2 separate regions of the Mus musculus genome follow, and region 2 is linked to region 1. The links are chromatin contacts, called in public HiChIP or PLAC-seq maps. All regions are on one chromosome and are shown on one strand. The core of a region is the stretch at or near the end of the contact, and the rest is flanking DNA. Distances in the headings are between cores, read along the strand shown. Region 1 overlaps Dmc1 (DNA meiotic recombinase 1). Region 2 overlaps Fam227a (family with sequence similarity 227, member A).

Region 1 (7,473 bases), core at 2,731-5,230:
AAGAATTTCTAACAGAAAGGCAAATATAAAGATGGGCATGGTGACATAAACCTTTAATCCCATCACTCTAGAGGTAGAGGCAGGTGGATCTCTGAGATTTCAAAGCCAGCCTGCTTTATATAGGGAGTTCTAGGATGGCTGGGGTTATATAGTGAGACCCTGTCTCAAAGATAAAATAAAATAAATAAAATTAAAATATAAAAAAGACAGTTTTCCAGCTGAAAACTTCCCAGTTGAACTAATCCCTGCTGCTGGCTGTTCTGGAAACCTGTCCACAGAGGCACAGTGGAGCTTCTAGATAAATGGTCGTTTGTTTTTTTTTTTTAAAGCAAATTGTTGTTACTAACGTGACTCCCTACACACCATGGAGAGGAGTGTCTACTGTCTGTCCTTGATGGCTCCAAGTGAAGAGTCTGAGCATTAACAATGCCATCTCCAAAGGCAGAAGAACTATATGGGGGAATCACTACAGGCTATTCAAAGGGGTTGTGAACTACAGAATGTTATCAAAATGATTCAAACTTTGAGATCATGTTTAATAAAAATAGGCTATGAAATATCAACAGCCTTAGCTCTGATAGAATTAAACCAAATTTTGTTTGCTCTGACAACAATTCTGTGCATAACTGTGTATTAAAGTTTTAGCCCTTAACATTTACTATATAGGTCACCAATACTTCACAATTTAATAAAAGATACAAAATCCCATCCAGCAAAATGAACATATGTACATATATATAAATTTTTATGTAAGTTTAGGAGTGCCATTGAACCAAGATTTATTGAGTTCTCACTATGAAAAGTAGTCTTTTAAGTCATCAATATTTCACTTTGCTTGGATTTCAGATTTAGTAATAATTTGGATTGAAATTTGGATTCTGCTAGAGGTCTGTGTATAGTGAGTATGCAATCACTGGTCACATGAACTTCAAATATAGCTACATTTTCCTTATCAGACTAGTCCTCTGTCTTTTGCTAAGTTTTATGAACTAGCTTTAAGATTCTCCTGAGAAAAGAATTCATTGACCCAATCACACTATTGCGGCCTGCTCCTTCTAACATAACTGTAGCCATTTTTTATTCAGTCTCCATTTTGCTCATAAGGTGAAATTTTATTCAGGTTCTCAGACTCCACTTCCCAGAAGTAATTATCCATGGCTGACATTGAAGAATGCTACTAATAAGCCAAAAAAGTTATGTTTGAATTACTTATGGTCTATTATCTCAACGTTTTGAAATTGCCCTGTTCCTCACCCATCCACCATCCCTCTTACTTTACTCAGGACCAATCGGCCTAAAGGTAGCTGATAATGCTCTGTCTAGTTAACCAAAACGTTGGGCTGCTCCACTCCTTGCCTTTTAAACTTTTGAACCTGTTTTTCCTATAAAAAGTCTACTTTCAGAACAGATGGGTACTGTGGTCCTGAAGTTCAGTCTTGGGTTGTGTGTTCAATAAACTATTCTTGCTTAACTGAAATCAGTGTTCGTATGGTTTGTGTGGTGATTCTAAGAACCCCAACACATACCTCTGCTTAAAGGCTGAGGGCCCTGAACAGGGCCTTTCTGTCCTGGTCGTTTCACTAGAATACTATATTCCCGCAAAGTCTCTGAGTGACAACATTCCAGTTTTTCTCTCAGGCAGGTAGATAGCCCTGATGTGTTGTGTGATTTATGAGCTTTAGAATTAGACATGAATTCAAAGGCTGGCTTGTCAGCTTTGGGACCTCAGGAAAACTATTATTATTAGCCATTCTGTTTCTGACTCTTCATGAAGAATCATAATGGTACCAACTGGAAGGGCAATTGTAAGATTAAGATGAAATAATTCAGGTAAAGTCTTAGTGACTACTGTTCTAATCTAATCTTAGTGATCTACTGTTCTAACCTTGACTCAAATATTTACTGCCTATTTCTTAGTAAAATGGGGAGTGGGGTGGACTCCTGGCCTTTTAGGACTGTTGTGAGGACTCAAGATACTATGAATAACTTCTTGATTTATTGGGAGACACTGTATACCAGGAACCATGGCTACTCATTTATACACATTTGCTCTACAGTGTCAGCAAACTCACCACATAAGATATCCTCAAAAAATGGCAGGTATTTCTTAATTAACCATTCCAACTTAAACAGTCATCTTTCAATGAAACATAGTCCAAGAAATTTTTTTTCAAGTGTCTGCACTTCCTGACTACTGCAGCAGTCACAGGCTTGAAGTGACATATAAGGAGGTGGCATAGCAGCCTGCATTCTTCCAGAGGGCTTTAATTTACATCTATTTCTGACCAACTTAACAGCATCAGAAAACCTCCCACGTCCCTCCTATAGCCTTTTACAGATTTTCTTCTCCTCTCATTTCCTCTTTTCTGTGGAGAATGAGGGAGCAGGTGGGGGTAGATATTAGGAATAAGGAGGAACACAAAGATTCTCCCACTTTGGTTGAACAGGACATGGCATATTCTGTCATTCTGGTCTTCTAGCTCCAAGTTAGCTGAGGTCATGAAAAATAGATCTGAGATGAAATTGGATAGACTGTAAGAACACAGTGACACTAAGAAGTATAAGCTTCTTTTCTTTCTTGTTTGTATTTGTTGTTGTTGTTGTTATTGTTATGGTGGTTGGTGATGAAGGAAAGGACTCAACCCAAAGCCTTGTGCATGCAAGGTGTGCTGGCTTGACATGAGCTAAAGTCATCTGAGAAGAAGGATCCCCAATAAGAAAATGCTTTCATAAGATCAAGTGTACACTGGATGTGGTGGTGCACACTTTAAACACCAGAACTTGGGAGGCAGAGACAGGCAGATCTGAGTGCAGGGTCAGCCTGGTCTTCAAAGTGAGTTCCAGTAGTACTTGTTGTTATTGTTAAGTAACATATCTTTTCTGTCTGCTCCCAAAATATGCACACATTAAAATAGTTTCCCCCCTCATCTTTTGAAATTGGAATTCTTGTTTGGTGGGGTGGGGTGGAGTAGGGTAGGGAGAGGTTCAACCACATATTGAGGCTGGCTTCATAGAAAGCACAGGAAGGTGGAACAGGGGGCGGTATGTCAGGGTCACATGAGAATTACGTAAGATTATACAGAAAAGCTTCTGGGGCATGGTGAGGAGTTAGTAAGTAGAAGATTTCTTCATTGAGGGGTGGGAGAATGAAGAGAAGAATGGGTTTCAAATAATCTAAACAATTTGCCTAAGGTCACTATGTTAGTGACCATAAACACATTACTTCCTCATTGAAGTTGACAATGTTAAGTCATAGGTTGACATGCTTAATCAGTAAGTGATACATCCACAAGGCTGCAAATATTCTGGATGGCTTTTTGTTTAAGAGTCACAGATACAACAGAGGTCTGTGGTGACATCATGGTCTCTTTCCAATGCTTATTGCCCTGGTGTGCAGCTCATCAGGCCCATCCTCTGATTTATATCTCTAGGCTCCCTGGGCTGGGTTGTTCCAACCCTGAAGTCTGAATCTGTAGCCCTATCTAGGAGTCTCTGCTCTGCGGTATCATACAGCAGCTCCTTGCCTCTATAATTTTGTTCTTTTTTAATACGATGTGCCATCAAGTATAATGCATGGGATACAAGCCTCAATTATTGTCAGTGTACTTGGGGATCCATACCAATTATAGTGATATTTCTCTGACAGGCTCCAGGCGAGCTGAGCTTGGAGTTTCTCAACACCAAGAAACAAAGATATTTCCTTTAGGGGAGGGTTTCTAATAGCATTGGAGAGCCGTTAGTTTAAAACTGTCCCCATTTTTCATCTAGATATGGTAATTTTGTGTTTTATATGAAGCATGTATTTAATCTGTACTGTTATAATTTAATATACAACAGAACATACTAATCACAGTGATCCTTGTTTCCTTACTGCTCAGCTAGGTGGAAAAGACTTCTCACAGCAGATGTACACTGCAAAAATCCTAGGCTTGGTTCCCTTGGCAGGCTCTCTCTCTGCTCAGCTCTCTTCACTGTAGACTGTGCTGTCTCCCTCTCCAGTTAGTTCCTTTCTAGCGCCTCACAAGTCTCCCTTCACTGTCTCATCTGAGGAATCTCAATATGATTTTACTCTTTTTGAAACTTTTTACAAATACAAGAGAAAAGAACCTCTATCTGACCTAATTTCTTTTGCCTTGTAACTCAAGAGTGACAGTTGGGCCTCCTCAGTGCTCCCTCCCCACACCTGAAGAGAGAACAGTGCTCTTTAACTTGTACTGTTTTATCTGAATGCAACCCACTTCCTCCCTCTGAGCCAATGAGTCATTTTCTCTTTTTAAAGTGAGCCTTTAAAATCTTCCATTTCTCGTTAGTTTAAAATTAATCTCTTTGTGAAGTACTTCATGTCCTGTATACAAAAGACACTCCATAGAGAAAAGATTGCTTTAAGCCTCCAGGGACTACACTACAGATGATGTGATAGGGGACATACCAAGACGTTAAAGTACTGAGTTAAATAGCTAAACAAATACCATTTATCTTTCTCTTTTATCGAGACAAAGGTTTTTGTTTTTTTAGTTTGCTAATGAATTCGCAGACTCTCGTTACCTAGTAGGTTTTCAGTAATATTTGAACTAATGAATAGTTAGTTTTCTCCTCAATCTTTTTTTTTTTTAAAGCAAGGAGATGAACCTAAGGCTTTCCACATTGCTAACCACACATCCTACCAATAAGCTACTCTTAGTTCCCTCACTATTTTAACTTTCTTTTGACTATTTACATAGTTCGTTTTGCTCCACATTAGTTTTTTTCCCCTTTAGCTAAGTAGAGAATACTCATAAAAAGAATTGAAGGGTGAAAGATAAATCGAAATGCAAAAGATGCAGCAGTGTGCAAAGGTAAAATTTTAAATGACTGAAGATGGCTGGAGAGACAGCTTAGTGATGAAGACCATTGGCTGCTTTTGCAGAAGACCCGAATTTGGTTCCCAGCACTCACATGGTGGCATACAACTACCTGCAACTCCAGTTCCAGGGGATCTGGTGCTGTCTTCTGGCTCCACCTGGCACCATCTGGCCCCAAGGATACATGTGCTGCACATACTTACATGCAGGCACTCAAATATACACATTAAATAAAAATAAATGGATAAATAAATAAATGCCTAAAGAGAGGCACATTCATTTCAACACAACTTAGAGAAGTTTGCACTAATGTTATTAAGTATCTGCTAGTATATACGTTTATGTCTCATTTATATACACATAATAGAAGAATTCCCTTGGTTTAAAGTAAAATCACTTTGTCTTGCAACATTGGAGTAGTGGTGAATTTAGTTAAGAATTATTGACAGTTGCTAAAATAAATGGCGAAAGCTGATTGCAAAACATGTAATCACATTGTGTGAGCATCACAAACAGATTACTAAATTCCGAGGAGGTGTTTTTGTGGCTTTACTAATGAAGAACTCTTACAAACAACATTTCTCTCAAACAGTAGTTGGCTGAAATTTTTTAATGGTCCTGGGTGTGAGAATTCTGTATGTGTGCGGGTGACTCTCACAGGCTCTTTTTTCTTTTTAAAGAATTATTTTACCCCATAGGTGGAACAACAATATGAACTAACCAGTACCCCGGAGCTCTTGTCTCTAGCTGCATATGTATCAAAAGATGGCCTAGTCGGCCATCACTGGAAAGAGAGGCCCATTGGACTTGCAAACTTTATATGCCCCAGTACAGGGGAACGCCAGGGCCAAAAAGGGGGAGTGGGTGTGTAGGGGAGTGGGGGGGTGGGTATGGGGGACTTTTGGGATAGCATTGGAAATGTAAATGAGGAAAATACCTAATAAAAAATTTAAAAAAAAGAATTATTTATTTATGGGTTTTTTTGTTGTTGTGTTTTGGTTTTTTGTTTTTTGGTTTTTTTTGAGACAGGGTTTCTCTGTATAGCCCTGGCTGTCCTGGAACTCACTTTGTAGACCAGGTTAGCCTTGAATGCAGAAATCTACCTGCCTCTGCTTCCCAAGTGCTGGGATTAAAGGCGTGCACCACCACTACCCAGCGAATTATTTATTTATGTATGTGAGTATACTGTTGCTGTCTTCAGACACACCAGAAGAGGGCATAAGTTGTCATTACAGATGGTTGTGAGCCACCATGTGTGGGTACTGGGAATTGAAGCCAGGTACTCTGAAAGAGCAGTTAGTGCTCTTAACCACCAAGCCACCTCTCCAGCCCAGTTGGCTGGAGTTTTTGTTTTTTGTTTTTTTGTTTTGCTATGTTTTAGACAGGGTCTCACTACATAGATGAGCCAGCTGACCTTGAACTTATAAAGATCTATTCATTTCCTCCTAAGTGCTTGGATTAAAAGTATGCATCACCATACTTGACTCAAAAATCTTGGGTGTTTTGTTTTTTTGGTTGTTTTTTTTTTTTGAGACAGGGTCTCACTGTACAGGTTTATCTGGCCTGGAATTTGCTATGTAAGATGGCTGGCCTCAAACTCATAGAGATCTGCCTACTTCTGCCTTTTGAGTGCTAGGTTTATAGGTGTGTACCACCATGCTTGGTCAAATTTAACATCTTAATAATGGGGTAAACTGCCATGTTGTGCCTTCTAACATGACACACTGAGAAGGGTCTAATATCACTTACGAAGTTTTCCTATCAAAAGCATTTTACATTTAAAATAATGAGAAAAACAGTCAGGGCTGGCTAGATGGCTCAGCAAATAAAGTCACCTGCCACAAAACCTGTCAGAGTTTAATATGCAGAATCCATATGGGGAAAGAGGGAGCTTACTTCTGCAAGTTGTGTGTGTGTGTATGTGTGTATGTGTACGTAAGTCAAAAAAGTTTTAAAAAATTTTTAAGCAACTTCAAATTGAAAGATACTGAAAATAGCTAGCCTGCTGTTCAAAAATATTAATGTCACAAAGGGCTGGAGAGATGGCTCATTAGCTAAGAACGCATACTGCTCTTGAAAAGGACCTGAATTCTGTTCCTGACACCCATGCTGTAGGCTCATAAGCCTCCTGTAGGATCCTACACCCCCTTCTGGACTCCATAAGCACCTGCACTCTCATGTACACATGCCCACATACAGACATACACATATGCACGTGATTCAAAGATAAACCTTAAAAAATTAAACCAATTATCACTGTCATAAAAGTGTAACAAGGCCGAGGAGCTATTTTGATTAAAGGACTATAGAGACTCAACAAGTACATATATAGCATGCCCTCTGTTGAGGACCATGAGCCTAAAACAAGTCTTCACAATTATAATGAGCATTATCAGAACAACTACAGAAAGTTGGATATTAGATAGCATCATTGTTGATGTTAAACAGTATGTGTTAATTGTACTGTGATTATGAAGGGAAATGTTCTTGCTCTTAGAAGACATATACTGAAGAATTAAGTGATAAGATGTTAATGTCTACAAATAAGACTCAACAATCAGAAAAAAAAAACCCAGACAATTCTCAAATGGTTCACACAAATAGGATATATGTCAATATTTTTCAGCACATG
Region 2 (7,473 bases), core at 3,403-5,902, 49 kb after region 1:
AGCCAGAGCGGACCAGACACTGTCTCAGAACACAAGGCAAACAGACAAACCAACAAACACCTTTGTCCTCTCTCCACCTCCACCCGTGGTTAGAATCTCAGCTGCATTTGCGACAAGCTGTGGGATGGCCACTGTCACCCTCTTTGTCCCCATTTATCTATGAAAGGGACTAAAAGCCAGGTCTAGTGACTCACACCTGTAACCTCAGCACTCACAGCTAAGGCAGCCATTACCCTGAGTCTGAGGCCAGCCTCAGCTAAACTCTGAGACCCTATCTCAAGGACCTCCCGAAAAGAAAAGAAGCCTTCCTTTAGAGCACCGATACTCAACCTACGGGCATTGACTCCTTTGGAGGGGTGTCAGATGACCCTTTCACAGGGGCCGCGTAAGGCCATGGGAAAACACATTTACATTACAATTCATAACAGTAGCAAAAGTACAGTTATGAAATAGTAATGAAATAATTTTATGGTTGAGGTCACCACAGCACTAGGAACTGACTGTATTAAAGGGCTGCAGCATTAGGAAGGCTGAGAAGCACTTCTGTAGAGGATGGTGACAACCACAATGCCAGTTCTTCATACAGTGCCTGTTATACACCACTCAGTCACATTACCAGCTTGGTAGAACCATCTCCACTTTGGGAGCTTGCAGGGTAGAGCTTTTAAGGTTTGTACACCCCAGCCGGAGGCCATCTCTGGAGCCCAGTGACCTCGAGAACAGGGTGACGCCAGGGACAATTTGGACCATGTTGCCCAGAGGTAGGTGGTCTGCTTTCAGAAATCTGCGACACAAAACTCTAGGGACAGGAGACAAAAAGGGCCTCCTGGTGGCCTTCCTGCCTATGAGCCAGCAAAGGCAACGGAGTAGCAGGCATGTCCTGAGCACTCTTACCTCCACTGCCCTGGGAGGCAATCTGCAAAATAGCCCCTGAAGCTGGGCCTGGTGGCACAAGTCTTAAATCACAGCACTCAGAATAAAGAGGCAGGTGGAGCTCTGTGAATTTGAGACCAGTCTGCTCTACATAGTAAGTTCCAGGCCAGCCGGGGCTACACAGTGGGACAAACAAATAAACAACAACAACAACAAAAGGTCCAAACAATAATAAAATCAAACAAAAAGCACCCCCAACAGGGCAATCCTTATTCTGATTTTACAGACGAGGTAAAAATTGCCCACAGAAAAACTGGAACCTTTCTAACATCTCACTAGTGGTTAGTATTAGTTTCAGAGTCTGGGCTATTTAAGTCAAACAGAGCAAACTGACTCCCAGTAGAACCCATGTTCTGACCCCTAGGCATGTTGCTAAGGCTCAACATACCAACACATGCTGCAAACCAACACATGTTGGACCTGTTTCCCAAGAGCTGAGTTTTATACCAACTCCAAAGGCAGCTGGGGAGGAAAGTGTGCAGAGGACACCAAAATTGATGGTCCCACTCTCTTGGGCCGGGAGGACCAGGGAGTGTATGATGCCTAAGCTCATGCTGGACAATGAGAAAGAGGTGACTCTGTCCATGGGGACATGGTCAGCGTCTCCTGGCCAGTACATAAGGCCTAAATGTGAGGCTCCCCTGAGCATAAGCACAGCTCTCTATCCGTGAGGTACATACCACAGCTGTTCCTACCAAGTACCCAGTGCGTGGCAGGCTATGCACCAAAGCCTGGATGCTTCTCCCCAAGCCCTGCTTCTGCAAAGAGGCAGCTGCTGACAAGGATATGGGATGATTTCCGTCTTTTCTCTCCTGCTGACCAGCAGGTCCTGACCAGTCAGCTGCAACTGGGAGTAGTTGAGGAAGAAGTACGTCATGAGCGGGCTCCTTCCATAAAGGTTGAACTGGTTTGAAGTCAGCTCTGGGCTTTTGCAGGCAGGGTGGGACTGAGACGGGGGGGGGGGGGAGAAAAAGAAAAAAAGGAAAGGATATTTATTGTCCTGTGTGATGGTGAGTCTCCACTTGACAGGAATTAGAGTCACTCACTCAGGGGACAAGTCTCCAAACACAAATGTTTGAAGGGATTATTTCATTTCTGGGCATATCTGTGAGGGATTATCTCGACTGATTAAAGAGGATGATCCATCTAACTGTGAGTGAGGCCGTTTCCAAGTAGGGATCCTGATGTGTATGCTTTGAAGACAGTGAGCTCAGAACACACGGCACTCGGCCTCCTGAGTGTGGAGATGTGACTCACTGCCTCCAGCTCCTCCTGCCTTCACTACCCCTCATTCATGGTCTGTACTATGAGCCAAAACAAACCCTTGCTTCCTTATGTTCTTCTCTGGCAATAGGAAAGGTCACCGATACACCATGTCTACGGCACCCACGCCTCTGACCCAGTAACTCCCTGGGAACTCCAGCTCTGATGCCTCCTCGGAATGGGCAAAACAAAGGAAAGATTTTTATGTGTAGTCTACTGCAATAACAAACAGCCATTTCCCACATCAGGATGGCAAGAAACACAACTGTACAACGTGCAGTATAGTCATAGGGACAAGTGAGTTCTAACTGTACTGTTTTTGACGGGAATAATCTAAGTGTGTGGATTTTGCTCTGGGAAAATCTCTAAGTTTTTCTTCCACATACACTTTGAATTTTTCAATGTGAGCAAAGATTCTCATTCTGATTAAGTGGTTTCAGACAGTGCCCCGTGTGCTGAAGCACAGTGCCAGCTGTTAGGGAGGCTAAGGCAGGAAGGAGGATTGGTGGGAGCAGATTCTACCAATTCTTGCTTTCTTTTGGTGACCCAGCCCTTACCAGAGTAGGTAAGTGCTTCACCATACCACATCCTGGCGATGCTCTGTTTCTTACAGTGATGGCACCAACCACCTGCCTCTTTGGCCATGACTACCCACCAAGACCTTAGAGCTGAGCCAGTTTTTCTTAGCACTTCTTCCTGCTGCTCCCCGGGGGTTCTCAGCTGTGCCCTTTGTCATCCCTGGTTCAAATCTGTCACTCTCCAATTGAACACCTCCCACCAGACAAACCACAGATCAGCCCATGTTTGTCCCACTCTATGGACAGAAGGAAAAGAGGGTTTCTCTGTATAGTCCTGGCTGTCCTGGAACTCAATCTGTAGATCAAGCTGGCCTTAAATTCAGTGATCCTCCTGCTTTTACCTCCTGGATCTGGGATTAAAGGTGTGTTCCACCACTACCTGGCTGGTGGGTGTCTTTTTGACCTAGAAATCATCCTTAGGAGAGCTGACAGCATCGCCTGGTCTGTATCACAAACACCCCAGCTCTTCCTTGACACCTGTATAAGCTGAAGATGTTTTAACCATGTCTCCTTTAAATCAGCTCTGTTCTTATGTTGGAGATACTAAACAGTCAAGAGTGTTTGCTGCTCTTGAGAAGGATCCAGGTTTGGTTCCCAATAATTATGTCAGGTGATTCACAATGGCCTGGAACTCCAGCTCCAGGGGATCAGACACACTCTTCTGACCTCTGAGGGCACCCACACTCACATGCACATACAAGGCACACACTCATATGCACACACACACACACACACACACACAAAAGCATACAATGAGTGCCGCAGACCCTCTGGGTCCCTGTGTCTGCGTAAAACGGGTCTCTAGACAAAAAAAAAAAAAAGTGGGCAAAGCTTAGGATTAATTTGACAAACAGACAAACACACAAGAGAGGTGTTGGATCTGAATGTAATGTTCTGGTCGAGCCTCAGACTTTTTATAATACAGAGTAAATTGCAAATCATAACAGAATAAGGCACATTGAAGTTTTCCAGGTGCAAGAGGAGTGACTTCAAAAGGAACCAGATAAATGTTTACACTAGAGATTAGCACAGATGCAAGAGGAGTGACTTCAAAGGGAATTTGCAGGAATCAGATAAATGTTTACACTAGAAATTAGCATCCCAACCTCGGATCAGCTTTGTGCTAGGCAAGAGTTTCACACTTTAGTGTTAATAGCACCAGGGGGTTATTAACTCTTGATAAGCTTCAAGAATAATGTAGTGTCACTGACCCTGAAATTCTCTAGGCCTTGTTAAATTTTATCTTGTCTGGAGAATTCTCATTATTAGGATAGTATATAAACTCACTCTTGGTATGGAATGTAGTCTATAATAAAGTTTTTATCTCAGTGAGAATTTTAGTCTCTTACTGTAGACAACTGAGTTAATGGCTTTGATTTTATTGTAGTGCTTAATTAGTTACTGAATAGGTTAAGCTCCTTGCTGCTAACTGGAATCTTGGAACACTGGGAGAGGCTTTAGCTAATTCAGGATACAATCTTAAAAGGCATTTACAGTAAGGTAATACTAAATAGAGAGCACGTGGATCCATACACTAGACTAACGCGGGAGCAGAAAATTGATTTTGTGATTTATATAGATTAGGGAGAGAATGCCAGACTTCAGGAAGAGAGTTTCCTTGAAACTCTTTGCTTCATGAGCCAGCTTCCCAGCTTTCGCTTTGTCAAACTGACTCAACCAAAGTACGTGGCAAATGAGAAACAATAAAATAGATCTTAAATGTGCTCACCGTTTTTACAAACGTATCCATGCATGCTCTGACGTGTGATATCTGCTTAACTTGCTTTGTGGCTTTCCTGGAGAGCAGGGTAGGTATATTTTGATCTGTTGATGTGGTACAACAAAAAGGTGAATATGAGTATTTGCCCAGGGAAAAGACAGAGTTTACAGTGGGTCTCAGCTTCCTGCTAGAGTACAAATGGAATCTGTGCAAGATGCCAGTCCTCTGAAGCTACAGGGGAGCCAGCTGACTCCACCTGCATCTTAGCCACACACTCAGCTACCGGCCATGGCCATCCTTGGCTCCATGCCACAAATACTCACTGTCTATCTACTCTGTACCATGTTGATGCTGGATGCTGTAAACAGATTATCTTCAAGGACCTTCTAGTTTACTCAGGAAAAAAGGACACGTGAATACTGTCACACTAACTCAGGTACCATGGATAAAGTATCTCCAGGAACCTGCATGTCATCGTAAAATAGGGAAAGACCCAAAGGTTTTAAGATGCCAGCAGCAGCAGACTGGGTACTATGGTGTCTCTGGGACAAAGAAACAAACATCAGTGCAGCTTCCACACACACAGTGGCTTTCCTGTAGGAGGTGAGCAGAGAATGGCTTGAAGACAAACAAAAAACGCAACAGGTCATCTGAAGCCAGATCACTAGAGTGCCCACGGAGCTGTGCGTGGTAGCCTGGGAAGGCAGATTACAATGGACCAAATCACTCACACACCAAGAGAAAAGGTGCCAGTAGTCCACTGTAGAACTGTGAAACAGCCTGGTTCCTGGTAGAGCACAGGCTGGAAACCCCGGTGACCCTCAGGGTCGGGCAGGTGTTCTGCTGCGCTCCCGGACACTAGGCTCCTGACATAAGGCCGCAGCCCTCCATCGATTTGTGGCCATCAGTCACAGAAGGGCAATGCCCCAAGCCCCTTCACAGGTAGAGGTCATGACCTGTGGTCACATAGCCTCAAGACAGATCTCCATTTTAATGAGGTACCTAAAGGCCTAGAAGCTTAGCCAATAAACTCCCCTCCCCAGACATTCCTCCCAGTAAAAGGTATTTAACCTCAAGACCACCCTGAGAAGCAGGGTACGGTTTTTACTCATCCACTTTCCGCCATGGCAATAAATGTCTTCAAAACATGGACTGCCTCTTCCCCACCCCCCACTCCCCACCCCCACCCCGATCCACCATGGGGAGCCATGGAGAAGCCTTTGCCTATGGAGCCGCATCTAATCTCCTGAACAAGGCCTCTCACTGTGCTTCCAGTCACAGCGACCACCAAGCCCAAGCCAAGCCAGCTACCCACAGCCAAGGACTCTCTCCTCTCTCCTCAACCCCCCTTATCCGGAGCTCTCCCCTCTTATCGCCTTCGTTCCCAGGCTAGATTCAGCCCGAAGCCCTCCCCACCCCCCTCAGTTCTCAGCTCTTCCTCGGCATCCAGCAGCACCTGGGTGGCCAAGAGCTTGAGGAGCAGATGGCCCTGGCCTCCATGTAGGCCTCGGGACCCCCGAGCCAGCTCCAACTGTCCCCAGGGCCTTAGACTGCGCTCCCTCACCCCCCCAGAGCGGTATCCTGTGGCTTCCCATAGCCGGACACCCGCCTGGCCCCAGTTTGGGGTAAGCGCAGTCAAACTCCCGAGTCCTGCCTCCCCGAGTGGCCCGAGCCCTGTGGTGGAGAGGACTCCGGGATACCACAAACCCTACAGTCCTGGGCTGGGATGTAGCAGTGATAGTGAGCTGGACTAACATGCAGCCCCAGCAGCAGGAAAGGAGGAAAGTTGTCTTATGCTGGAAGAAGAATGGTTCCCAGGTTAAGACATATACTGCTCTTCTAGAGGACCAGAGTTCAGTTCTGAGCACCCACATCAGGAAGCTCACAATGGCCTTTAACTCCAGCTCCAGAGGATCTGGTGCCCTCTTCTGGCCTCCATGTGCATCCAAAACCTGGGTCATACAATAGACACGTATACACCCAACATTGACTAAATATGAAAAGAAATCCAGGGTTGCAGAGATGACTCAGCAGTTATGCTTGCCGCCGTCGCAGGGGACCTAGATTTGGTTCTGAGAACACACAGCTGTAATTCTAGTTCCAGGGGATCCAGTGCCCTCTTCTGGCCTCTCTGGGTGCCAGGCACACACATGGTGCACATGCATACATCAACCAAAATACCCATGCACATAAAACAATAAGTAAATCTTAAAAAAAAAAAAAGGAAAGCTGTAAACTTGAAGTAGGACAGAAAGACAGAAAATGATGGTGGCATGAGAAGGGAGATGAACCCAACTACCCCAGAGTCCGATTGATGTCTCACCAACTAAGCAAGAAAGCCAGCACATCTGCTGGAAAGTCGGGTCATCAGATCATCCTCACTACCCCTTTCATATGCAGGCACTTTATGTTAAAGAAGCAGTTAAGGCCTGAATGTGTATGACCCTAGACAGAGCCTCATTCCCTTCTCTGCATGTAGCATGCAATCTTGACTACACTTAGCTTGGTTTACAACGAACAGACCCTTACCAAGGGTAGCACATGACTTTGATTCCAGCACTTGGGATGCAAAAGAAGCTGAACTCCACAAGACTGGGGCCAGCCTATGTACACAGCAAGGAAAGAATTAAAAAACAAACAAACAAACAAACAAACAACAACAACAAACCTGAACTCTTTCTCCCCAGTGGGCTGGACTTTCATGTTACCAGCTATGTTCCTGTAACTATAAACCTCACTAAAAATCTTATATGTGATTATTGAAAAAACAGTAAGTAAAAGATCTCTTTAAGAAGCCCACACTTGCCGGGCGTGGTGGCACACGCCTTTAAACCCAGCACTCAGGAGGCAGAGGCAGGAGGATTTCTGAGTTGAAGGCCAGCCTGGTCTACAGAGTGAGTTCCAGGACAGCCAGGGCTACACAGAGAAACCCTGTCTCAAAAAACAAAAAAGAAAACAAACAAACAAACAAACAAAAAA

What was found. HiChIP or PLAC-seq counts read pairs in DNA pulled down with a chosen protein or histone mark.
Region 2: an H3K27ac HiChIP or PLAC-seq map of T-cell acute lymphoblastic leukemia shows a contact between it and region 1, with 2.6 times the contacts expected there. The contact joins two enhancer-like sites. A contact is called at or near these places in 1 of 15 datasets of contacts at CTCF or cohesin (the NIH/3T3 cell line), 13 of 484 Hi-C or Micro-C datasets (the C2C12 cell line, the HPC-7 cell line, bone marrow-derived dendritic cells and 7 more), 3 of 115 datasets of contacts at active chromatin or transcription factors (T-cell acute lymphoblastic leukemia, bone marrow-derived dendritic cells and embryonic stem cells) and 3 of 9 other capture datasets (adipose tissue, liver and pancreatic islet).

Annotation. Positions count from the first base shown.
Region 1 is chr15:79,573,766-79,581,238 of GRCm38.p6, forward strand. The region is part of intron 12 of Dmc1 (DNA meiotic recombinase 1); the gene reads right to left. Among named protein-coding and RNA genes, the nearest start is that of Dmc1, 28 kb to the right of the region's middle. Within about 2 kb of position 3,981, at least 44 of the 459 cell types and tissues checked have an H3K27ac peak or open chromatin away from gene starts, as enhancers often do. A contact at or near this core is called in T-cell acute lymphoblastic leukemia, where this site is marked.
Region 2 is chr15:79,621,734-79,629,206 of GRCm38.p6, forward strand. Fam227a (family with sequence similarity 227, member A) reads right to left here. Exons shown (of 18, transcript NM_029407.1): 13 at 4,504-4,598; 14 at 1,722-1,879. Among named protein-coding and RNA genes, the nearest start is that of Dmc1, 20 kb to the left of the region's middle. Within about 2 kb of position 4,653, at least 9 of the 459 cell types and tissues checked have an H3K27ac peak or open chromatin away from gene starts, as enhancers often do. A contact at or near this core is called in T-cell acute lymphoblastic leukemia, where this site is marked.